Regions from separate parts of the Mus musculus genome. Here region 1 is linked to region 2. Evidence: chromatin contacts called from public promoter capture Hi-C data. All regions are on one chromosome and are shown on one strand. Each heading gives the region's core, a stretch centred on a gene start, on an enhancer-like site or on the middle of the called end of the contact. The rest is flanking DNA. Distances are from core to core; before and after follow the strand shown.

What was found. Promoter capture Hi-C pulls out the DNA fragments that hold promoters and counts their contacts.
Region 1: a contact with region 2 is called in a promoter capture Hi-C map of hippocampal neurons, with 2.4 times the contacts expected there. The contact joins two enhancer-like sites. A contact is called at or near these places in 6 of 39 promoter capture datasets (embryonic stem cells, hippocampal neurons, liver and 2 more), 1 of 484 Hi-C or Micro-C datasets (embryonic stem cells), 8 of 115 datasets of contacts at active chromatin or transcription factors (embryonic stem cells and pro-B cells) and 3 of 9 other capture datasets (adipose tissue, liver and pancreatic islet).

Annotation. Positions count from the first base shown.
Region 1 is chr17:56,895,591-56,901,703 of GRCm38.p6, reverse strand. Mllt1 (myeloid/lymphoid or mixed-lineage leukemia; translocated to, 1) reads left to right here. Exons shown (of 12, transcript NM_022328.2): 6 at 1,408-1,935; 7 at 4,237-4,324; 8 at 5,387-5,495. Among named protein-coding and RNA genes, the nearest start is that of Acsbg3, 23 kb to the right of the region's middle. Within about 2 kb of position 3,868, at least 94 of the 459 cell types and tissues checked have an H3K27ac peak or open chromatin away from gene starts, as enhancers often do. A contact at or near this core is called in hippocampal neurons, where this site is marked.
Region 2 is chr17:56,724,591-56,730,193 of GRCm38.p6, reverse strand. No RefSeq gene overlaps it. Among named protein-coding and RNA genes, the nearest start is that of Ndufa11, 9.6 kb to the right of the region's middle. Within about 2 kb of position 1,878, at least 47 of the 459 cell types and tissues checked have an H3K27ac peak or open chromatin away from gene starts, as enhancers often do. A contact at or near this core is called in hippocampal neurons, where this site is marked.

The sequences.
Region 1 (6,113 bases), core at 2,619-5,118, 170 kb before region 2:
CACTGACCTTTGGAGGTTGGAGGAGAGGCCAGTCTTCACTAGCAACCTGGGGCTTCTCCCCCAGCCCTTGTTGTTTGGCGTCCACAGAAGCAATGAAGGATGAGGCTGCTATGCCTCACAGGTGCCTCTCTGGTGGCAAGCCTTCTCTAGCACCACTGTGGAACGCTGCATGGGCTTCCACAGACTTCTGGGCAGCACAGAGTTTCTTCTTTTTAGATGACTCTCCCAGAAGCCCCAGCCTTAGAGTGTGGTCTAGACCCGAGTGTCAGCCCCTGTGCTACTCTGGCTGAGCAGTCTCTGGTGGTTGCACGGGGCCACAGTGAGCAGGAGGTGAACCTCTCAGGGATTGTTGTCAGGAACCTGCAGCTGGAACCAGGCCCACCCAGACCTGTTCCCCTGGAGGCATGGACTGTGTCACTCTACTGGATACTAGGCCGTGAGCCTTGGCAGCCTCTCGGAAGTGCACCTCTTCACTGTGAGGGCAGCATTGAGCCTGTGATGACCTCATCCTCACTGACTGTGCCTTCACAGATACAAGTGATTTTCCTGTGTTTGAGACTGGGTCTCACTATGGAGTGCTAGTTGACTCTAGTTTCCTGGGCATGACCCCAGGAGAGTGGTTCCTGTCAACCACTCACAGCCGTGGGCACATTCCTGTCAGCCATCTTGCCCTGCAGTCCTGCAAGCTTTTCCTCTGCAAGAGAGGGTGAGGACCACATGATTTCCATTTCTTGCCTCCCTTGTGGCTTACTGGGGGACAGCCCCCCTCCTCCCAGTCTCTATGAGGCACTTATCACACTCATGCCAGCTGCAGTGTCCCTTGTCAGGTTTATAGGAACATGGCCAGTGGCATAGGTTGGAGTCCTCAGGCAGCTTCATCTGACCCTAGACTCCTGGGTGGTCCAAGTGTGTTACGTAGCCCCTTGTGCCAGGTATTTGTCCCACCGGCTTGGTGTTCTTGGTGGTACTTTCGGCCATGTCTGTCCTGGGTTATGGTCTGCATGAAAGAGCTATTGCCTGGCTAACTCTGAGCTCTTTGCCTGGCCACTGGCTGTGCCTTCTGAAGAGAAGGCTAGAACTGGTGGAGGCGTGAGTTGAGCATTCCAAAATGGGATGCGAGTATTGAGGACATGGACTAGGGCCTCAAGGATGGAGGATGGCCAGCACCTTCCTGTCAGGGGCAGCCTCAGGTCTCCCACATGTGGGCAGCTGTGGGCACTTGTGACCCTGCAGGTTTGCGGGCACTGCTCTGGTGTGTCTGTTGGTCACAGCCTTTCACTCTGCGGATTCTCTCTACACATTCCAAACAGGCCGATCAGCTTTTGCCCAGGTTGGGGTGGCAAAGCCAGGCGGCCCCGGAGTGCCGCTAACACATCTTCCTCACCTTCCCTGCCCTTGGCCTTGTAGGATGCCAACAAGGAGAGTGGCAAGGCTTCCAAACCACACAAGGTGGCCAGGGAGCACCGTGAGCGGCCGCGCAAGGACTCAGAGAGCAGGAGTTGCTCCAAGGAGCCGGAGCGTGAGCCCAAGAGTGCCAAGGATGCTGCACGCAAGCTGCCCAAGGAGGAGAAGGCCCCAGTGCCCAAGGCTGCCTTCAAGGAGCCCAAGATGGCCCTAAAGGAAACCAAGCTGGAGAGCCTGTCCCCCAAGGGGGTGCCCCAGCCTCCTACCCTGCCCAAGGCCTCCAGCAAGAGGCCAGCTGCCACGGACTCACCGAAGCTCAGCGCCAAAAAGCCTAAAAAGAGTGGGTCAAAGGGGACACGGCGTGCACCAGGCACCTCACCCCGAGCTTCCTCCTTTCCTGACAAGAAGGTGGCCAGGGACAAGAACAGCAAAGGTGACAAGGGGAAGGCAGAGAGTGAGCCTCGGGAGGCCAAGCGGACTCTGCAGACTGAAGACTCAAACTCAGAGGATGAGGCCTCCTTCCGGTCAGAGGTGAGCAGGGGGTGGTGGCTGTCCCTTTGCCAGGCTGCTGTCTCCCCTGGGTCAGCTCTCTCCTGCCCATGCAGTGGTAGCTGGGGTCCCTGGATGGTATGGGCCTTGTAGCACTTGAGTTAACAGCTCTAGCCCTCATGCTCCTCAGTGGATGGGCAGCTTTGGTGACTAGGTAGACACTGCTGACTCTTGAAGATTAACCAGAGAGTTCATCCCTCTGTGTTCTCCCTTTCCCGGTGGGCCTTGGGCCTACTCCCCATCAGGAAGGTACGGGATGGCCACTGAACAGTACAGAGCTCTCTTTCCTGTCTCTGCACAAGGCAAGGTATAGGGTGCAGTTGGCCAACTCCTAGAGAATTGCCTGCCTGTGTCAGGGCCCTGGGTAAGAAGCTTTGAAGATGCTCTTGGGGCTATCCTGAACTGGTTTGGGGTCGAGAGCTCTGTAACCTAGTGCTCCTGCCACTGTGCTTATTGGGTGCTAGTGACTTCCCACAGTTCTCAGCGAGAGCAGAACTGTGAGTAGCTTCCAGCGCTCATCACTGGAGCTATCTGGGCTCCGGGCCTATGTCTTGAAACACTGGGCTGCCAGGTTTGACCTCTGCTTCTCCTCCCCCAGGCGCCAGGACAGGGCTCTTATGCAGCTGGGGAACCAGCCCTTCCTGAGAGCTGTGCACGGATGTTTTGTCCCAGGCAAGGACAGTGTATGGGCACTTCCTCTCCCGGTGCCACTGCCTCCAGGCTAGAGCCGAGTGCAGGCTGAACAGTCAGAGCACTGCCTCAGCTGCTGGGGCAAGAGACAGGCAGCCCTGAGGAGGGAGCAGCTGCTGCTGGAAGCTTGCTGGCCTTGCCGCTCTCCTCTGCACTGCGGTCCACACCCCAGGCCCTTCTGGTTCCTGGACCATTCAGTCCTAGCCACCGAGGGCCATGGGAGAAGTGTGGTAGCTGTAGTGCTATGGGTGCCTGCTGGTCACCTCCTGGGCCTCTCTAATGAGAAATGTTTCCAGATTCCATTAGTCCTTGCCCCTCAGGTCACTGTAGAGACGGTGGCAAGTGGTGTGCAGACCACCACAAGCCCACTGAGGCTCCTGGTTTGTGCCTGAGCCTAGTAGGTAGGACATTGATCCAAGCAGGGACCTGTAGAGCCACTCCCATATAGGTAGGGAAATTGAGGCTTGAATCTAGAGCCTGCCCTGACCTGGAGCAATGCCAGATAGCAGCCGTTTTTCATCACTTTGTGCCCAGGGAAAACTAAGAGGTTGGGTGTGTGCAAGGGAGGGTGCCTTGGCTCCAGGACTGGTCTGTGAGGTTCTACCCTGAGAACTTCACAGTGGGCAGACTTATGGGTGCCTAGGGCAGGTTCCCTCAGCACTCCCGCTGACCAGTAGGAAGGTAGTGAGAAGAAGCCATACACACACAGCTGGGCTCCAGTGGGCTGGGCTCCAGTGAGCCCTGCATAGGGCAGTTTCTTCCTTCAGTCTGGAATGTTCCCTCCCAGGCAGGCCGCTTTGCCCAAGCTAAAGTCTTTTGTAGGCAAGCACTTCCCTATCCCTTGTTCTGGGCAGGGCTGAGGGCTGACTAGCTCTGGATCCTGGGCTCTCCCACAGTGGGCATGTCCTATTCCCACCCGACCCTGTGACCCGGGGAAGAGAAGGGCTGTAGCCACTCTGCCCCAGGGCTAAGCTCAGCTGTCCCTGCTGCTTGTTCGCATCCCACCTGCTGGTATCTGTAACAACTGTGTGTGTGTCATGGCCACATCCCCAACACCATGTGTAACACACATGCTACAGCACACACCACACACAGTGCACACACTGCACTTCACACACCACATGTCATGCGCACACAAACGCACACGCACACACACACACCTGCCTCCCAGTATTCACTGAAGGGCTCACTCACACAGTGGAAGCCTCCTGCCTTGTGTGATGTCCAGGCTGTCACTGCCCCCTGGTGGCTAAGTTCATCCCTGTGCAGCTACAGGAAGACCAGTTAAGGTGTGCCCTGCTCCATGGTGTTTGTGGCAGACAGTCCTGCCATCACTCCTGTGCGGCTGGTGGGTGGTGGTGAGGCTTGGGTAGGATTTGGGCTTTTGGTCATTGTCTGAACCCCCAGTAAGGCAGGCAGCTTTACTGAGAATTCTGTGTTTCCTGTCTTCACCAGCCTCAGGCTCTATGTGAGCTGGGGCAGAAGGCTATCCTGGGTGCCTTGAACTGTTTGGCCCCTTCATTACCCCCTCCTCTGACCTGCAAGATGACAATCTCTTCTTTCCCTCTTGTGCTGCCCTGGCGTGGGCTGAAGTCGGCCCAGTCAAGCCCAGCTAATGCCAGCTCCAGCTCTGACTCCAGCTCTGACTCAGACTTTGAGCCGTCTCAGAACCACAGCCAAGGTGGGTCCGAAGGGGAGCTGGAGCTGGTAGAAGGGGTAGAGGTAGGAGACACAGGAGTGGAGGCAAGGCAGTAGGCCTGGCCTAGGGAGGAGCACAAATGAGCCAGGGAGAGGATCAGGCTAGGTCTGGTCTGCCTGTTGCTTCAGAAAGACTGAGCCTGGGTTTGCACCCCTGGGCTGAGTGCCCCTGGGCCAGACCCTCCTTTGGGCTGGCATTCCTTTCCCCTGTGCTGACCTCAACACCCAGGAGGCAGTAGAGGCCCACGCTGTCAGCTCCTGGTGGTCTAGGATTTGTAAATGGCAAGTACTTGTGCTCGCCCAGAAGCCTGCTCAGTCCCTGGGGTTCAAAGACCTGCAGCTATAGAAACCTACTTCCTTCTGATAGACTCACTCAGCAGTGCAGGCCCACCCTGTGCCAGCCCATCAAATGGCAGCCTGTGTGCTGGGCCTGGCTACTCTAGTGGTTCTCCCCAGGGAGGGACTGGAAACTAGGCTGGCTACTGTAACCAGCCTCAGAGGAACCTTTGCCTGCCTCCCATGGTGTCAGCCTTTTCGGGGGGCAGGAGCTTGGCTGGGGGATGGCATTCTTGAAGCCTATACTCTCCAAGGTTTTTATCTGCTGGATAGGGAACCAGCTGAATCGACATCATGTGACCAAGGTAATTGAGGGCTTTGTGTCCCTCTGTTGCCTTGGCAACAGGAATATAAACCAAGATGCCATCTGTAGGGGACTGGAACTGGGTGCCTCTGGAGAAAAGGGAGGACGGTGGACCAGAGCACCATGTAGGGCTACTGAAATACTGGGCATCCTCACAGAGGGGTGCAGGCTGTGCGGGGACTCTGGTCCTTGCTGGCCCACTTGGGTTCTGAGCCTTTGGCTGCTGTGATGGAGGGATCTTACAGGCCACTAGCAGACCAGGAACCTGAAGCCTATGAGGAAGGCCAGGAAGGTAGGGGTGGGGAACCTGCTGTTGGCCAGAGGGACCCCACAGGTGGTGATGAGTCTGGGGTGGCCCTGGGGGAGGCAGCCAGAGGCTCAGCTCTCCCCTCCATTTGCCCTCAGGACCCCTGCGCTCCATGGTGGAGGACCTGCAGTCTGAGGGCTCTGATGAGGATGACTCATCGTCAGGAGAGGAGAACACCGGCAAGGCCAACCCAGGCCGGGAGTCCAGGTGTGTGGGCAGCACTGCTAGGGCGGGCTCGGGGACTGGGAGTTGGCCAGGCTTTCCTTTTCAGCATGGCCTTCGCTGGCATCCACACTACACTGTAGAGTAAGGTTAGCTACCTGTGGGAAGCTGGACATGACAGGAATCCTGGAGGATGGGAGTCAGCTTCCCATGCTAGCCAGGGTAGGGGAGTTGTAGGCTTCTCCCAGGTCCTTACCCCAGGTCCCCAGAATGGGACATCTAGGGGGTCTCTCTTTCTAGGCCTCCAATAAGCTGAACACTAGGCTGTGACAGGCAGAGCTAGAGATGGATAGCACCCCAGGGCTCCATTGGCCCTGCTGTAGAGTAGTGTGCTTACGAGTTCACTGCAGGTAGAGTACACACACACACACACACACGCACACACGCACGCACACACGAGGTGCTGGCATGCTCCCTAAGGAGGTCCAAGGTCCAGCATCCCCAGCTGTTGAGCACAGAGAGAGGCAAAAGCGAGGGGAAGCTGAGGTTGTGCTTGCCTGGTAACAGTCTGACCTAGAGCCTGGCTTGCAGCCACAGAGCAGGAGCCCTGGATATAAAACCAACTGACTGTGGGAGCTGAGGGAGGAAGTGCCCTGGTGGCTG
Region 2 (5,603 bases), core at 629-3,128:
GGTGGGGGACTCTGTGTGACAGAAACCTGGCATCCCCCTTGTTGCCCGCCCCCGGACTGTCCTCACCCTGGGGCCCCTGACACGTTGGGGTCTGCCTGCCCTGGCACTCCAAACTTGACAGGTTCATGCTGCCTTGGTTTCAGCGGGTGGTGGGCGAAGAGGTGGGCCAGGCATGCTTAATCTCCAATTTCTGGAAATAAATGTCACCAGGCCATCTTTTGTCAAGTAGAGGGAAGAAATTTAAAAAGAAAAGAAAAAAGCCCCTTGCCAAATAGTGTGTGAAGAAACAAGACCTTGTAGGTGCAGGGCAGCTGGGAGGCAGAGAACATTCCAGAGACCATGCTGGGATGGAACAAAGGGGCCTTTCTCTCAGGCATGTCTTGAGGAGTAGAGGTGTGGTGGTTTGAAAAGTTAAGAAGAAAGAAAGAAAGAAAGGGAAGAGAGAGAGAGAGAGAGAGAGAGAGAGAGAGAGAAAAGAAAGAGAAAGAAAGAAAGAAAGAAAAGGCAAAAGAAAGAAAGAAAGGAAGAAAGAAAGGAAGAAAGAAAGAAAGAAAGAAAGAAAGAAAGAAAGAAAGAAAGGAAGGAAGAAAGAAAGGAAGAAAGAGTCAAGAATTTTGCCAGAAAGAAAACAGTGAGGCTGTGAGGAAGAGGTTAAAAAACACAGGATTTTTTAGGGCTTTTATTTGGGGGACTTTCTTTTTCTAGGACACCTGCCCCACACTAGGATAAGAAAAAAAAAAGAGCTAGAATGTCAACAACCTGGGCAACAGGCCCAGCGCCATGGGGAGCGTATGGAGATGCCACGTGCTGAAGATGCTCTGGAATTTGTCCCCATCCGCCCTGCCATCCCATTAGCATTCTCTAGAGAGCCATAATTTCCCCTTCCCTGGACTCTCAGAATGTTCCGGAAGCTCTCATTTACAGCTGGAATCCACCTGCCAGCCGCTGAGCCTTTCAGCAGCCCAGCTGCAGTCCTCAGACCTGTCACCTCCCAAATCAGCATGGTGACAATTCCAGAAACTTTCCTGTCCAAATGGGAGGAGAATTGGGTGTAAGGCCAATCTCTGCCCTTCACCCTCCCAGGACCCTCTGCTTCTTCACTGTTCTGACCCCAGGACCTTTGCGCATGTGGAGTGCACCTCCCAATGCTGCAGGGACTGCGACTCAGTGGGTAAAGGACTCACCCAGCATGCATGGGGCCCCAAGTTCCACCCCCAGCTACAGAGCAAGCTGGAGGCCACAGTCTGGGTGGGCTCCGTGAGACCTGCCTCACTCGGGGAAATTATCCTCTCTCACTCCCCAACGTGCCTGCTCCTCCTCAGAGAAGCATCCTATGCTACAATCCTTGCATCATTTATCCTGGCTTATTCATCTATCTCACCAACTCCTTTGTCTCTGACATTGTTTCCTGATGGAATGGGAGCTCAGTAAATTGAATGAATGAATGAATGAATGAATGAATAAATGAGCATCCTAAGTTTGATTCCCAAACCTCCCGGCCTTGACAGACTCTACCCCCAGACCTGTGGAGCACGACCTAGATCCCCAAGTCTCCGAAGAACAGTGTCTGAGTGGGCTTGGACAGACTCTGGGGTCTGGGCTCCCAGAGAGACCCCCCGCTGGACCCTGAGAGCTCTTAGCGCCCCCCCACCCCCCGCTGGCCTTGGAGAGGTCTCAGGTGAGCTGGGCCTTCCAGGGTGACACGGGTGGGGCGACACTGGTTCTGGACAGAGTCCTGGGTGGCAGGCACAGGCAGGCTGGGGCTGCTGGGCCAACAAGAATGAATAAACAGCATCTTTCCGCGGCGGGCTGGGGGTGGGGGACGCTTTGAACCTCCAGCTTGACTGGGGATGTTTGCACAGGGCTGGCAGCCAGGGGGGTGTCATCAGGACTAAAATTAGCCTGTTTCCCGCTCAGCCCCTCCCCGCCGGCCAGGAGGGAGGCTGGAGCCTGGCGGGGCCAGTAAGTATGGTGGGCCAGACAGGAGGCATAAATCAGAACGGTTGATCCAGGGAGCCACCCGGGTGTCCACATAGTTATTGTTGGTCTATTATTTCCATTTGACAGACAGAAAAACTGAGGTATGGCGACACAAATGAGCTCACAGTCACAGGGCCCACAAAGTGGTAAAGCCCCAATTCGATCCAGGGACCATAGACTGCAGCATCGCCTTTAACAGCTCCCTGAAGGCTGAAAGAACCAGAGTAATGTAACTGGGAAGAGGCACAGGGCCCTCGCCTTGCTCGGGGACTCGAACTGAATGGGCGCTAAGAGGTATTTCTCTCTGCTAATGTGCTAAGGAACCCAGGGCCTCATTCAGGACTCCACCCCGACCACGCCCCCAGCCCCTCCCTGGGGGATTCTGGGTGGGACTTCACCTCTGATCACAACCCCTGGCCTCTCACGGAGGGATTCTAGGTAGGTACTCCACCTCTGAACTTTACTCTAAGCAGCTTTGTTTTTTTCTGGGCGAATTCCCAAGAGGTGTGGGGCCAGGGTCCCCAAGTTTTGATCTCCGTGGCTCGGCTTAAGGTTGCCTGGAGAAGGATCTAGAGTTAGTCCTGTACCATTGACAGGTTGTCAGTCATCAGGGACATCTGCTTCAGTTTGCTTACTTTCCCAGTCACGCTGGGTCGCCAGGAGTCCCAACCTCCAGCAGACAGTTGGAACAAGCACAAGCCTGCCGTGCTGGGAGACTCCATCTCTGATTTCTCACCTTCTGTGGTTCCTCCTGTAATTCAGCTCAGGCAGCTGCAGCTCCCCAGAGCCATGCAGCCTTAGAACAAGGTTCGAGCTGGCTTTAGTGGCACATACCTGTCATCCTAACGGGAAGCTGAGTGAGGCAAGAGGATTATGAGTCCCAGGCAAAACAGAAAAACAGGCCTCAGGGGTGTCTAATGAGGGCCATTCAAAGAGGCCTCCTTGGTGTCAGTCAGGTGACTACTGATGGTCTTTCCAGGTGTCAGGTGTCAGAGACCAGCTGCATGGGAGGGGACAGCAGGCCACTTCTCTAACCCTCCTCCGTCCTCCCCTGCCTGTCAGTCCCTGCTCCACACTGCTGGTGATTTATTCTTAGTGGGGGCAGGGTAGGGAGGCAGGATGGTGTGGGTCAGGACGGTGTGAGTAGGAGGGGGCTGGAAAATGGGAGTCAGAAGAAATGAAGGCAGACCAGGAAGGGAGACCTCAGAGGACCAGCCCAGGACAGGAAGTTATCACACCCTGCTCCCCGCACTCACATTCAGTTTCTTCTAATGTTGAGGGGAGAGACCAGAGATGACCTTTGGCTGTCCCCAGACCATGCAGATGGGGACCAGGTCCTGGACCTCTAGCTGCCAAAGGGGCGTCTGTGGGGCCGAGTGAGGCTGCACATGTGACAGCCGGACATTTGGATCTTCACAACTGTGCTGGGGACTTGAAGGAGACTCGGCTCAGGGAAGGGACTGAGCACCCAGCACCCTGGGTTCTCCTAGCCATCCCACTTTCCGTCCTTAAATCCATCTCCCATGCTGCTCCTTGCCTGTCTTCTTCCAGTAAACTCCTACAACATGCTTCAATACCCCTTACTCCATGGATGTCTGGATATAACAGGGATATAAGTGCTGTGGCATCAGTCAGATTCCTGGCTTTCTCTCCATTTGCTGTGTGACCTTAGGGATGTGGTTATTCTCTCTGAGCCTTGTCGTCATTGTTGTCTTCCTCTTCTCCTCCTCCTTCTTCTTCGATTTATTTATTTATAAGCACACTGTAGCTATCTTCAGACACGTGTCAGATCTTGTTATGGATGGTTGTGAGCCACCGTGTGATTGCTGGGAATTGAACTCAGGACCTTCAGAAGAGCAGTCAGTGCTCTTAACCTCTGAGCCACCTCTCCAGCCTGAGCCTTGTCTTCTAAAATAGCAAAAATAATTACCATGCTTCCATCAAGAGGCTCAAATAACAACAGATAAATGAAGCTTCATGCACATTAAGTAGGCTGGGGGGGGGGGCACAATGGCACAAATGAGGACCCGGGGCCAAGGGTACTTACTCGGCAGCACTGAGGAGGGGCGATGGTGATCTCCCACAAAGCTAACTTGCTGTGACCACAGGATCCCATTGTCATATTCTTAGTATTTACCCAAAGAAAATAAAAACTTGTGTCCATGCTGAACCCACCTCTGTTTGATTTTTTGTTTTGTTTTTTGAGGGTTTTTTTTTTTTTTTTTTTTTTTTTTGGTTTTTTTGAGACAGGGTTTCTCTGTATAGCCCTGGCTGTCCTGGAACTCACTTTGTAGACCAGGCTGGCCTCGAATTCAGAAACCCACCTGCCTCTGCCTCCCGAGTGCTAGGATTAAAGGCGTGTGCCACCACGCCCGGCTTGTTTGTTGAACTGTTTATGTGATCTCTATGATTTGGAGACAGACAGGATATCCTTCAGGCAGGATATCCATCAGTAGCACATGCTGGCATCTGCACCCAGGAGGTGGAGCCAGGAGGATGAGTTTTAGGCCACACAGTGAGACTGTATCGCAAAGAGCAAGGGCAACAACAAATATCTACATGCCCTCCCCAGTGAACGGAGCACTATGTGGTACGTCTAGAAAATGGAATAGTATGCAGCTTTAAAGAAGGGGCCAGTGGGCATGAAGACTAGAGAAGCCCTTTAAATGGACTGAGTGGAAGGAGCCACTTTGAAAAGTTGGTGGTCCTTGAGCTACAGGGCAGAGGAGTGCAGCCGTGAAACATGGAGGGTTTTAGGGTAGAGCAGTGGACACTTTTGCACACTCACAGGCTCTGGGGTCAGCCAGGCCTCGGGTTCTAACAGCTCTTGATAGGACCTATCAGCGGCAACAAATGTCCCTGTTCCTACAAGTCTGGGAGCTGTGTGAGCAAAGGAACAAAAATGGTGATTTATGGGATTCTGTCCTTCAGGCTGTTTCTCTGGAAACTGAAAATTGTTCACTGATTAGCACTTTACAGGTTGTGGGCACGGGGCAGGCTACCTGGGGAGTGGGCTTTAATGAGGATTGGGGAGGCATACTCTTACAAGGGCTAAAATATTATACTGCCATTAAAAAGAGCAGGCAGGACTCCAAATGCTCGGTACGCTGGGATCCGAGCTGCAGTTAGAGAACAGATGAGGTCAGTAGAGCCCGAGAAGAGAAATACAAAGGCCCGAGGCCTGCTGACAGGAGAAAGGGGACACTGGGCAGGTGGCCGAGATTCCTTCTCAACAGCCTGCGAAACCTTTTTCCCTATTGAAACACACACACACCATAAAGTATATTTTAGACACATAAAGACAGAAGTGATTTCCTTAATGAGTGGGCCTGCAAGTTTCGAGCTAGGCCCTGGCAGCTGCGGCCCGTTCCATGCAGGTGTGGGCGGGATACTCAGCAGCCCCCCTTCCTCCCCACCCACGACCTGGCTCACACCTTCCCTGCTCAGGTTTAGGGCCCACGGGGCCTCTGGAGGTGAGGGAGGCAGCGACCACCCAGCACTTCTGGGAAGCCCCGGGGGCCTGGCAGGCTGTGAGGGGCCTGCCTGTGTGCTGATGGGGGTGGGGGGAGGGGTGTGCTTCCAGGAGGACCCAGGAGTAGAAGGCAGGCAGTGTGTGCCTCGGT